Linked DNA regions of Mus musculus: regions 2, 3 and 4 are each linked to region 1. The links are chromatin contacts, called in public HiChIP or PLAC-seq and promoter capture Hi-C maps. All regions are on one chromosome and are shown on one strand. The core of a region is the stretch at or near the end of the contact, and the rest is flanking DNA. Distances in the headings are between cores, read along the strand shown.

Region 1 (3,036 bases), core at 85-2,584:
TTCCCCAGTCACCCTCAGAGCTCAATTCCACTTCTGCCTTAGTTAGCATCTGTAATTACTCCAGCAAATGAACCACTCTCTGGGTAACAGGCACATGCCTCTCAAACAAAACCTCTTGAGCAGCAACTGAAGAAGCAGTCTGCCAGGATGGCAAGGAATCTAAGTAGAATGCAGAGTGAACTGATGCAAAACACATGGACAACGCAAAAGACAGCCAGAGGCAGGAGTAATGTCTGCTATGTAAAACAGTGCCCTTGACCAAGTTCTGTAAATGCCTGACTTAAATTACAAACTGCCCATGTCTTCATGAGTAGGGACCAATTCCACTCTGTCATTTTCTTAACCCGTCCTAGAAGTCAGTAGTGACTCTAAAGAGGATTTAAGACCAGAGGATTTAAGACCAAATCTCAGGTGGGAATTGAACAGAGCTCCCCACGAGACTTAGAACCAGTCTAGAAGTCTTTCCTTCCTTCATTCAACAAGTGTTAGGTTGGGCCAAATACGCTGGGCAAAGAGAAAGCCACGGGGCAGTTTCTCCTGCAGCTTTTGCTCTAATAACTTGTGCATTCCACTGAACTATACAAGTAAAAATTCATTTAAAGTTTCTACAACAAACTAAACCTCAGAATCCAAAGGGGCCTGTAACAGAGAAATGTCCTTATTTTTCACATGGACCAGGGACCATCCAGTATCTTACTCAAGGTCACACTGCACAGTGACAGTCATGGACTGGACCCACCTCCCCCGGTCTTCCCCGCAACCCCCTATTCCAGTCAGTGCCCCACGTGTTTTTATCCTGAAGAACGATCCTCATTACATAAAGATCCGAGGCCACTACCTTCTAAAAAGGTGGAGTCAAGGCCAAAACAGGGGTAAGGAGAAGTGGAAAGGTGCTTCAGTTTCCCTGGGGAAAGGCGACCACGCAAAGGAGCTACAGCACAGGCTCCCCCATTTCTCCCCAGCTCCTCCCGCCCCGCCCTCTCCAAGCCCAACCTGGAGACGCGCGTGCGTCTCTAGAAAAGTACTCCTGCACTCACAAGGACTCGCACCAGCAACGCCATGTTCCTCCACAATCATTTCCGGGTGAAAGGTGGGCTTCCGGAATCCCGATTGTCACCACCCACTCAGCCGCTGTCCCCTTGCTAAAGGTAGTCAGGCTCTGGAGGCGGCGCAGGCGTAGTTTTCGCAACTGCGCACCCGCGGTTTTCCTGCCGTGGATCTGAATGAGGTTCCAGGACGCGAGACTCCTCGCCGGTCTTAAGTCGCTGCTGCGCGTCACAAGGGCTCACGTTCTTCCTCTACACACACCCCGGCCTGGCCTCTCACATCCCTCTCATCCTTCCGTTAACCCCTAACAGCCATTTCTTTCCTGACTCCGCCCCCAGGAGACCACAAGGCTCAGACTTCCCAATAGTTAAAAAAGAGGCCTGGGAGTCTGAGAACCTAAGGGCACAGTCCTGGAAAGCCAGAAAAGGAGGTGGTCAAGTACTGACCTGACGCTCGACAGAAGAGGAGCTTGAGGCTCGTGCTTGGCTGTAACACATCTTTGAATACTGACTGATAGGAAAGACTTAGTAAAGGAAGGCCAAGCATTGTGGCACACGCCTTTAACCCCAGTACTCAAGAGGCACAGACAGGCTGATCTCTGAGTTAGAAGACAGCCTTGTCCACAGAGTGAGTTCCAGGACAGCCAGGAGAAACCCTTGGCTCCAAAACAAAACAAACAAACAAACAAAGCAAAATTAGTAATTGAGGAGAAAGAAGGATGCGAGGAGTTGTCTGTGGCAATGGGCAAGTAGATTGTCTCAGTCAAAGAACGCTTACATCCCATGAGAAGTGGACAAGAGAAGACATTGCTGCTTCAGTGACTGACCAGGAGCCAGAGCTTAGAGGCTGAAGCACTTCCTGTCCACCAGTCAATAAAGACCTACTGAGTATTCAGTGTTCATTTAGCCTGCACTGGATACCAAAAAGGTGTGGACAACGCTGAGGAGCTTGTGAGTTAGTGGGGCAAGTACCGGTAGCGTAGGTCTGGGCAGACAACTCGTAAAAAAACAAAAACAAAAAAACCAACCAAACAAAAAAACACCTGATATGAAGGAAACAATAAATAGCTAATAAAAACAATATGGGTGATTACTTGGCCAGCTTAGCAGGATAAAGCCTATAGGAGAAACTGAGAGGTAAAGTGGGATTCAGGGTGATCTTTTGCCCCCTTCTTTCTCCCTTTTAAATAAAATTTGATGTAGCCCAGGCTGACCTCAGGCTCTATGTAGCTGAGGCTAGCCTTGAAATGCATTCATCTCCTGAGTGCCTATGATACTATGTCCAGCCTCTCAATTTTGGTTTGGTTTGGTTTGGTTTGCCTCTGTCTCCCAACTGCTACCACACCTGGCAAAATTCTGTATATTTATCGAGTTTCTGGTTTTTAAATGTTTGCGTGTGAAATGACTAAATTAACCTTGTGACAGAGTAAGACAATGGAGCAATTCCTCCGTCTTGTATTCTTGCTGAGGCCATTTCAGGTTTAATTAGAATTTGATCTCCTTGATGGAGACTCCTGTGGGAAATTACCCAACTCTATTCTAGGAACCCAAGGTCAGGATGCCCTAGTTAACCTGTCTTGGCTCCTGCTTGTGCCAACCTCCCCCTCCAGCTAACTGCTTACCCCAGCTTCTGTTAAACTGCTTGCTTATGTGAGGGACCCCTGCAGCTGCTGAGGAAATGCCAGGAAATGGGTTCTGCCTAAAAAAAAGAAAAGAAAAAAAAAAAAAAAAAAAAAAACATGCTCTGGGCTAGAAAGATGGCTCAGTGGTTAGGAGCACTGACTGCCTGAGTTGAATTCCCAGTAAACATGTGGTAGCTCACAACCATCTGTAATGGAATCTGATGCCCTCTTCTGGTGCTTTGAAGACAAGTACAGTGTACTCATATACATATAATGAATAATTCTTTAAAAGAAAGAAAGAAAGAAAGAAAGAAAGAAAGAAAGAAAGAAAGAAAGAAAGAAAGAAAGAAAGAAAGAAAGAAAGAAAG
Region 2 (3,148 bases), core at 56-2,555, 180 kb before region 1:
AATTGTAACATTTTCAAGAAAACAAATGAAACTGTAGGTCAGCCTGTTAAGTGAATTAACTAGATTCGGAAAGTCAAATACTGCATGTTCTCACTCATATGTGGAAGCTAGGGGTGTGTGTGTGCATTCACACATGTAAGCGTGTGTGTCTGGGAGGATATCTAAGAACAAAGTATAAATATATATATACATACATATATACACATATATGTATATACGTATATGTATATTTACATACATATACATACACACACACACATATATGTGTGTGTGTGTGTGTGTGTATGTGTATATATATGCCATAATGAAACCCCTTACTATACATACTAACTTAAAAAGTATAAGATACTGGTCATGGTGGCTGATATCTTGAATCCCAGCACTCAGAAGGCAGGGTAAGTTGGAGCTCTGTGAGTTCAAAGCCAACCTCATATGGATAGTAAGACCCTGTTTGGGTTTTTATGGTTTTTTGGTTTTTTTGGTTTTTTTGGGTGTTTGTTTTGTTTTGTTTTTTTTTGTTTTTGTTTTTGTTTTTGTTTTTTGAGACAGGGTTTTTCTGTGTAGCCCTGGCTGTCCTGGACTCACTCTGTAGGCCAGGCTGGCCTCAAACTCAGAAATCCACCTGCCTCTGCCTCCCAAGTGCTGGGATTAAAGGCGTGTGCCACCACGCCCGGCTTTTTTTTTTTTTTTTAAAGTTGAAAATGCACAGACAGAAACGTCCTTATATAAGTGAACACATATTTCAGGAAATATTGCTTACTAAGGATGATGCATCAAATTTCTTATTCTGTCCTACTTCATTTTTTCAAAAGACATACTAATTTGTGATGTCATTGCCACTAAATGACTATGACCTGTCCGATGCTGAGATTTATCTAGAGCGTTCCTAAATCTCTGCCACAATGAACTCTTTTTTACTCACTCGACTCTGTGACTATTTCTGAGAGCCCCTCTCCTCCAGTTGTGTAATTCCTGTGTACTTAAACTTCTGATAAACTATAGGCAGTTATCCTGGAAAGTTAGATTCCAATCCTGGATCTGCCGTCATCGGGACGTACAAACTTTGGGCAAATCCCTACATCTCTTTTGACCTCAGTTTCCCCGTCATCTCTACAGAGTCGGCAACATCGAAAGCAGACGCCCCACCCCCCTGACTCAGCGGCGACCTACCGGACTTCTCGCCAAGCCCTTCTCCCCCTTTTCCGCTCCTCCTCAAGCCTCGGAAGCAAGCAGCGGGAGGAGAAACAGGCAGGTCCAGGCAGGAGGGCCCACAGCTGGGAGGGGCCGAGGCGAGCCAGGCCCCCTAGTAGGAAATGAGACAGATCCAAGTAACACTTTAAAAGCCTGACTCCCTCTTCCTGCACGCGTTCTCTTTCCATCCTCCGCTCTGCTCCGGCCCCTCCCGGACAGCCTCCCTTCTCTTTCCTAATCAGCAGCCTGAGGAACCCGAGCCTGCCCCGACCCAGGTGGGACCCAGAACTCCAGGATGTTGACGAAGTTTCTGCCGCTACTGCTGCTGCTGCTGCCTGGCTGCGCCCTTTGTAACTCCGATGGTGAGTTTGGGTCAAGGCTCCTGCCTGGGGGTGTTCTAGGGACTTGGTGTATTTGGGAACTTTGACCTAATTATAGGACAACTAAGCCCACACAGCATGGATGTCTACAGCTGCTGGGTCCTGGGCTTTGGTTCCTGTTTCAAAGACAGGGTGAGGAAGTCCAGTTAACTCTCCGGAGAAGGCTGGGGAAGCTGGTGGAAGGGACCTGTGGAGAGAATAAGAACAAGGTGAGAAGGCAAGGAGAGCAGTGTCAGTCTTGGGAAGGCAGGAAGAGATATGAGATGGACAGATAGGGAGACCCTAGGAAAGCTGAGATAAGTGTGGAGGTTGTGATGGGAAGGAGGAGAAAGACAGGAGATGTAGCTGATGAGGTGGGAGATGGGGGCAGAAGAGCCAAGGCCAGAAGATCAGGCTGCTGGAAGCTCTTAAACAGAAAAGGGGAATTAATTGCCAAACACTATCGATGCCCAGCTCCCCCCACTCCCTATAGCCTCCATTTCTCCCTCAGAGGGGCAATATTTAGAGTGACTACTGTATCTTATGCACACATTGACTTGTGGTGCGCCATATTATCACACTAATCTTACTAAGATGAAAACTTGGTCACAGAACAGTTAAAGGTCATTGCAGGTCATTGCTGAGGTTACTCACACCAGTATATCCACACTTGCAAACACAGAAATCAACTTCTCCAACGCAACAGTGTGTGTGTGTGTGTGTGTGAGAGAGAGAGAGAGAGAGAGAGAGAGAGAGAGAGAGAGAGAGAGAGAGAGAGAGAGAGTGGGGGGGTGTTACAATGCCAACACTGCCAAAGCCCTTTCCTGGGTACTGAAGACAGATAATCAAACCCAGCTTCAATAGAGATTCGCCAGGCAGAACAAGGGCAGCAGAGAGCAACCTGGACAAGCTCTTCATATGGTGGCCAAAAGTCGGCATGAGGAACTCCAAGCCATTTGATAAAACTGAACACGGAGATTCGCCAGAAAAGGCAACTAGGGCCAGATAACTTACTGTGGATCTCAGATTGAGCCTAGACTCTGAGATCCGTCCTGTGGACAGATGTCCTACGGAGAGGCAATGACTTCAGATTGGCAGGTTAGCTTCAGCTACCAGTATTCAAATCTTGGTTTGCTTTACCATCTTGGCCTCAGATTCCCATACACAAGGGGTTAATAATAGTAGCTACCATGTTAAAGCATTAGTAGGAAGGCATGCATAAGTTAATAATGTGTATAAAACAGTGCCTAAGGCGTAACAAGTACTTCATGGGTATTAGCTATTATTATTTGGGAGGGGTAGGACACACCCCAGCAGGGTTTTAAGGGTTTTTTGGATCAGATGGAGAGCCAGTAAGAAGGGATAAAACCAAGTCCAGTGTGTTGGTGCACAGTTTTAATTTCAGCAGCAACAAGTGGATCCCTGAGTTGGAGGCCATCCTGGCTTACAAATCCAGCCCGAGGATAGCTGGGGCTACACTAAGAAATCCTATCTTGAAAAACAAACAAAGCAAAAGGACGAAATTGAGAAATGTGCCCCCCCCCCCCCCGCGGGATGACAGTGGTCCAGGAGAGGATACAGGGACTGGAATTGGGATC
Region 3 (3,224 bases), core at 439-2,938, 210 kb after region 1:
TTTATAAGCCTGCCAGGTTGCCCACTTCAAACTGCAATGTTCTGCAATTCCCACAAGTCTTTCTTTAATTTTTTCATTTACTTATTGAAAGATAAGGTCTTATGTAGTTGAATCTGACCTCATATTTATAAGCCTGCCAGGTGTGCTGATACACACTTTTCTTTTCTTTTTTCTTTTTGGGTTTTTTGAGACAGGGTTTCTCTGTATAGCCCTGGCTGTCCTGGAACTCACTTTGTAGACCAGGCTGGCCTTGAACTCGGAAATCTGCCAGCCTCTGCCCCCGCCCCCCATGCTGGGATTAAAGGCATGTGCCACCAATGCCTGGCACATTTAACAAACAAACAAACAAACAAACAAAAGTTTGAGGGGGCTGGAGAGATGGCTCAGCAGTTAAAGAGCACTGACTGCTCTCCCAGAGGTCCCGAGTTCAATTCCCAGCAACCACATGGTGGCTCACAACCATCTGTAATGGAATCTGATGCCCTCTTCTGGAGTGTCTGAGCATAGCTACAGTGTCCTTGTGTATATATAAAATTAAAAACAAAACAAAATAACAACATAGGTTTGAAACTCCCTATGTGGCTTAGGCTGGTCTTAAGCTCACTCAAACTACCCATGCCACACTGTCCAGCTCCAACACCCGAGCAATTACTATTAGTTATAATGCCTGTACTGGAAGGATCTGACAGGGTCAGTAGCTAAAAAACAGTAAAGCCTTTTCTACTAAACTAACATCTTAGCCTCCTGATTCCTGGCAGCTCCTTTTCCTAGCACATTTAATAGTTCTCAAGTCGGATGAATTTTAGCCTGTCGGTGAAATTTGTCCTTCTAACCTTTCCTCCCTACAAAGAACCTCTGTTAGTCCTTACCAGAGGAGTGGTGGCCTGTACGTCCATGTAGAGAGGTCGCAGCACTGCCTCTGCCTCTGAGTGAACAGGCGAATGGGGGCCATGATCTACAACTAACAACAGATAGCAGTGGCAAAGTGAGAAACCGTGGACGAAGGGCACACAAAACAACAGATGGTCAAAGCTTCTTTGAGGTGAATTTAAGGAAGGCGGAGGTCCAGTGTCAAAGTAAACAAACAACAACACGCGCTGAAAGACATCGAGTTAAGTAATAGACACAGGGTTCTTGGAAAGGGCGCGGGCAGCAGCAGTCGGGGGCAATGTTTAAACTACATAGCACCGAGTGGGACGAGCTGTAAAAAGCAAAGCCATTTAGAAGAAAAGTGAAAAGCGCAGGTTCCTTCAAAGGTTCACGGCAGGAGGAAGCTCATCTAGCATCTTTAAGACTTGGTCAGGAGAGAACTGAAGGATGAGAATTCCGCTCAAGGGAAGTGCGGAGCAGTATGTAAGGGCCCTCCCGAAAACAAATAGGAGACCGGGCGACGGGAAGGTTTAAGAGACTGGGCGATGGAACAAGGCGGGTAGGATCCGCAATAATGCAGTGCTTAGCAGCACCGACCCAAGGGGGTTCGCTCCTCCAGAAACCGTGGGAACGAAAAGGAAAGGGAACGTACCGCGCAGGCGCAGTCCCCGGGTGGGCACCGAGGACCTTCCCAGGGCCAAGGAGGTAGCCGCCAACGACGCCCGCCTCCAAGCGGCTCGCAGCAGCATGTTCCCAGCCACAGAGCCCACCATCCGCGGCGCTTGCAAGTCCTCAGCCCATGCTCCCGGAAGTAACTGCGCTGTGCTCCGGAAGCGATCCCACGGACCGCGAGCGCCCTCCGCCTAGCATTCGGAGTGAGACGTCGAGCTGAGCGATCGCAGCGGAGAACGAGGTGAGGTGGGGCCCGACAGTGGCCTGCGTCGCGCGTGCGGGGTCCTCCATCGCGAGGGTGGTGGAGGCGTGCCGCGGGCTGGCTTCTGACCCGGGTGCTATGTGACCCTGCTGTGCGTCCCCTGGCCGACGCCACGGCTGGTGACCAGGCCCTCACTGTCCTAGCACTCTCGCCGCAGATGCCGGTGGCCGTGGGTCCCTACGGGCAGTCCCAGCCCAGCTGCTTCGACCGCGTGAAGATGGGCTTCGTCATGGGTTGCGCAGTGGGTATGGCGGCCGGGGCGCTGTTCGGCACCTTCTCCTGTCTCAGGTGAGCCTCGCGGACAGAACTTCCTGCCTTCCGAGGGCTCCAGAGCCCACTCAGACGAGGTTGAAAGCACAGGATTTACGGATCTGAGTTCTAAAGTCAAAATGGCTTTCTGACTCCTTTGTTAGTTCAGTGTTATTGAGTTTAGTGGAGTACTGGACACTTACCTCCACTTTTGTAAGAGCCAATCATATTAGTATGATTTACATTATCTGGCACGTCGTAATTACTTAGCGAAGGGTTATTATTGTTGCATGGCGTTTTAACTCCCAACTGCATGTAATGAAGCAAGCCTGATGAGAATTAGGTGTAGTGAAATATTCTACCTCTGAGATAAACTGCTATCACATTTGGATACTGTGCTTATAAATTACTATTTACCCAGCACTAGTTTAATTGTAGTGCTAAGTACTGTAGTTAACCACCGAGCATTAGCTGTGAGCACCTTAAATCCACCAGCACTCTGGACGGAGTGGCAGATTCCTGAGTTCGATACTAGCCTGGTATATAAATGTGAGTTCCAGACAGCCAGGGCTGTTACACAGAGAAACCGTCTCAAAATAAATAATAATAATAATAAATAATAAATTAAAAAGTGTAGTTACCGAGTCTGTAATGTCCATTTTACACTTTATGCAGTTTATAAATTGCAGCGCTTGACTCAATCTAGGTTAAACAAAACAAAACACTAAGGAATTATCTAGAAGAAAACTGGCTACTCAATGATAAAATACCATAGAGGCACAAACACGACTGCTTTCTTGCCCATGTACTTCATTATCTCTGCATCTACAAACTAATGCAGCATTCAGCACAGGTCCTAGAGACCCTAGATAGATATTTTCCTTGTCATTGCTAATCCTATGTGGGGAAGAGTAGCATTTTAAGAATGACAAATGAGATTGTCAAGCTGTTAGTGCTTAATATATTCAACAGATTTTAAAGGGGGGTACTTAGTTCAAATCTCTATTCCTGTAATTGTATTCCCAAATTGCTTTCTTGGTTTCCTCCTCAGGATCGGAATGCGGGGTCGGGAGCTAATGGGCGGCATTGGGAAAACCATGATGCAGAGTGGCGGCACGTTTGGCACTTTCATGGCCATTGGAATGGGCATACGATGCTAATTAGGGCTAGG
Region 4 (3,058 bases), core at 497-2,996, 200 kb before region 1:
AACATTCTACAATGATCTACAGGACATACACAGGTTGTAGACCTAAGGAATGAGATACTCAGCAAGCATGACTCTATCCTGCTCAGTGAGCCATGTGTTTGCACTTGCTTTCTGTTCCAACTAAGAAATAAAAATTGGCACACGTTCCTAGCTTACTTGCCTAGCCCCTGGCATCAGAGAGCATGCTATCACGTATAAATATTTGTAGTACGAGGATAATGAGGCAGGGGTGAGAGGGAGCACCTGCAATCCAGCACCTGGGAAGGAGAGGCAGGAGCACCCCAAGTTCATGGTCATTGTTGGCGATGTGGTAAGTCTGAGGCCAGCCTGAGCTATGTGAGACCTATCTCAAACAAGCAAGCAAGCAAGAAATAAAAGACCTCAGCAACTGGAGAGATGGCTCAGTGGTTGAGAGCACTGGTTGATCATCTCATACCCACAGGGCACCTCACACTGTCTGTAGTTCAAGTTCCAGGGAACCTGACACCCTCACATGGTTATAGATACAGGCAAACAGCCAGTGCGCACTAAATCAATAAATCATTCTATAAAAACGAAGCAAAACAAAACAAAACAAAAACCAACTCAGGATTACAGCCCTAGTGTCAGTTTTGGCTAATGCAATGATTCTTTGCTCGACTGGGTTCTTTATTCCAGTGAAAATGAAAAGATGATATGGTAACACAGAATTACTAAACGAAAATGAATCAGGTGACTTGTATGTATGGCGGTGAGAGGAGTTGGTATGAAGCTAGACGGGAAATATTTTTCAGTCATAAAGAGTACACCAACTACAAAGGGTCTTAACTGTGGGGAGAATAACGTTCCTCCTGGGCCTGTGCGCCCACCTATAAAATGAAGGAGTTGAGTTTCCTGACTCCCGGGAGTTTTTTCAAAATATTTTGTGACTCCAGAAATGTCCCCAAGTCCTCATACGTGGTTGCCTGTTCGGCTGAGGTGAGTCCAGAGGGCTAGCCTGCCAAGTTAAGCCAAGACTTTTTTGTACTGTGAAAAGCTGTGTAGTTCTGACAGCGCTGGTTTGGACTGAGGGGACGGGGTTGAATCAGCCCAGGTCGGAAACTTTCCACAATCAGTGAGACCATGAAGCCACCAGCCCTCCTATGATCCCGGCCAACCCCCTTGGCCCTCAAGCTGGCTCTACCTGCCCCAGGTGTCGTGCCCATCACAGGTGAGAGGTCTCAGCTCATCGTAGGGAAAGGCATTTTCCAGGTAACTGTCGTAGGCGTGGTAGAACATGGCCTTGACTCGCTCCCTGGTTCGAGGGATGAGAAATAAGGTAGGGGGCCAGAACACAAAACCAGGCGGGAGAAAGGACCAGACACAGGACGGAGAATGGGAACCACAAAATGATTTCTGCCGAGGGCCCAGCAGCGGGACCAGAGCACGTCAGGGTGGGGGTCCTGGGGTGGAGGGAAGGGAAGGGACCCGGTGGGCGCTTGCCACTCCCCAGCCGTAGAGAGCGGGAGCCTGGCCCCCTTCACCTGTAGTGGGCGGGGTCGGGCGCGGTGCCGTCGGGGCCTGGCGCACCATGGTGCAGGGGTAGCAGCACGCACACGAGGCCGAGCGGGATGAGTAGCCGGAAAGGCATAGAGCTCGTGTCCTGTCAGTGCCGCCGCAGCAGCTGCAGCCACCGCCACCAGCTCATCCTCCGAGCCGCGGCTGGTTCTTCCGGGGATACGCACCACGACGCCTGCGCGTTGGGCAAGAAGCCTCTCACTTCCTGACTACAAAGCCCAGGATGCAATGGGCGGTGGAGCCCTGGCAAAAGAGCATCTCGGGATTTCTGGTCTACAGAGAGGAGTTCAACGTGTCTTAAAGACAGTGGTTGCTGTGGCTGCTGTTAATAATGTTTTCACAATCCCAGTTTCTGTTTGTTGAGCACCTTCGGTGAATTAAAGTGTTAGGAGCACTTTACAGGCGCCATCTAGTTAATTTTTGTTTTTTTTCCAAATACCTTTTAAAGGAGGGGCTAGCAGGTACTCAAGATTTGAGCAGATGCCTATGTAAATATGGATGAAAAATGTTCGGCTTTGACTATAATAGACACAGGGTTTGACAAACCATTGTGTAAGTAAACTCTAGAATTATTTTCCCAAAGCCTTAAGGTTTCCAGAAATCCCTTTTGTTCTAGGAATTCATACATTTATGACGGTCTTTCACTTTAGGGTGCCATGAAATCACGGTCCCTTCAGTCTCTAAATCAACCCAGGACTTTACCTGGACCATCTCAGTGGCTGCCATCCCTGGTGAGAATGAAGACCCAGCATTCTTCCTTTAAGAACATCTGGGCCGGCCGGGCGGTGGTGGTGCACGCCTTTAATCCCAGCACTTGGGAGGCAGAGGCAGGCACATTTCTGAGTTCGAGGTCAGCCTGGTCTACAAAGTCAGTTCCAGGACAGCCAGGACTACACAGAGAAACCCTGTCTCGAAAAAACAAAATAAAACAAAATAAAAAGAACATCTGGGCCAGTTTCCCCACTCTCTTGCTAGGTCCTAGACTCTGTTAGTGCGCTATCTACAGCAACCCCCTTCTCTTTGGTCAGTGGAATGAGCTGTAGACAACCCTAGATTTGAAGTTCGATTGGGGTTCATTACGACTCTACCATTCACACATAACCTATATAACCTTAAAGGAGTCCCTCTCATCCTCCAGGCACAGCACCCACATTTATGAAAGGGTTTGTCTAAACTGATATTTGAGATCCTTTTAATTTGAACTTTTCTTTAATTCTAGCATTGCCCAACTCTTCTTTGCTGAAAAATTCAGAGGGAAATGGCTGCTCCATTTATTGAGCAAAGTGCAGGCAGACTCTGCCTTCTTTGGCCCAGTTGTTTGTTTGTTTGTTTGTTTGTTTGTTAATTCTTGTTCTTTGACAATTTCATATATGTATGAATATGTTCTGGTCACCGCCCCTCCCCCATTACCTTCACCATTCTTCTCTCCTCCTTTTTCCTCCCAAACCCCTCCTACTGTCATTTTTTGTGGTTGTGATTGGGGTAGATTAGGTTTAATTAGGGCTGCTTACATAAGCATAGG

The links. HiChIP or PLAC-seq counts read pairs in DNA pulled down with a chosen protein or histone mark. Capture Hi-C pulls out chosen DNA fragments and counts their contacts.
Region 2: a contact with region 1 is called in a promoter capture Hi-C map of pancreatic islet. The contact joins the promoter of Procr here to the promoter of Uqcc1 in region 1. A contact is called at or near these places in 1 of 484 Hi-C or Micro-C datasets (cerebellum), 2 of 115 datasets of contacts at active chromatin or transcription factors (bone marrow-derived macrophages and embryonic stem cells) and 2 of 9 other capture datasets (liver and pancreatic islet).
Region 3: an H3K4me3 HiChIP or PLAC-seq map of bone marrow-derived macrophages shows a contact between it and region 1, with 3 times the contacts expected there. The contact joins the promoter of Nfs1 here to the promoter of Uqcc1 in region 1. A contact is called at or near these places in 2 of 39 promoter capture datasets (the C10 cell line and the HPC-7 cell line), 7 of 115 datasets of contacts at active chromatin or transcription factors (the 230-238 cell line, the SCID.adh cell line, bone marrow-derived macrophages and 4 more) and 3 of 9 other capture datasets (adipose tissue, liver and macrophages).
Region 4: a contact with region 1 is called in a promoter capture Hi-C map of pancreatic islet. The contact joins the promoter of Edem2 here to the promoter of Uqcc1 in region 1. A contact is called at or near these places in 4 of 39 promoter capture datasets (3T3-L1-derived adipocytes, the SN4741 cell line, hippocampal neurons and 1 more) and 2 of 9 other capture datasets (adipose tissue and pancreatic islet).

The regions. Positions count from the first base shown.
Region 1 is chr2:155,928,976-155,932,011 of GRCm38.p6, forward strand. Uqcc1 (ubiquinol-cytochrome c reductase complex assembly factor 1) reads right to left here and starts at 1,335. Exons shown (of 10, transcript NM_018888.4): 1 at 1,038-1,335. The coding sequence starts at 1,061.
Region 2 is chr2:155,749,912-155,753,059 of GRCm38.p6, forward strand. Procr (protein C receptor, endothelial) reads left to right here and starts at 1,306. Exons shown (of 4, transcript NM_011171.2): 1 at 1,306-1,553. The coding sequence starts at 1,487.
Region 3 is chr2:156,142,498-156,145,721 of GRCm38.p6, forward strand. It overlaps Nfs1 (nitrogen fixation gene 1 (S. cerevisiae)), which reads right to left and starts at 1,689. Exons shown (of 13, transcript NM_010911.2): 1 at 1,523-1,689; 2 at 870-961. The coding sequence starts at 1,643. It overlaps Romo1 (reactive oxygen species modulator 1), which reads left to right and starts at 1,656. Exons shown (of 3, transcript NM_001164216.1): 1 at 1,656-1,783; 2 at 1,962-2,092; 3 at 3,105-3,224. The coding sequence starts at 1,962. The coding sequence ends at 3,213.
Region 4 is chr2:155,727,729-155,730,786 of GRCm38.p6, forward strand. Edem2 (ER degradation enhancer, mannosidase alpha-like 2) reads right to left here and starts at 1,747. Exons shown (of 11, transcript NM_145537.2): 1 at 1,503-1,747; 2 at 1,163-1,273. The coding sequence starts at 1,609.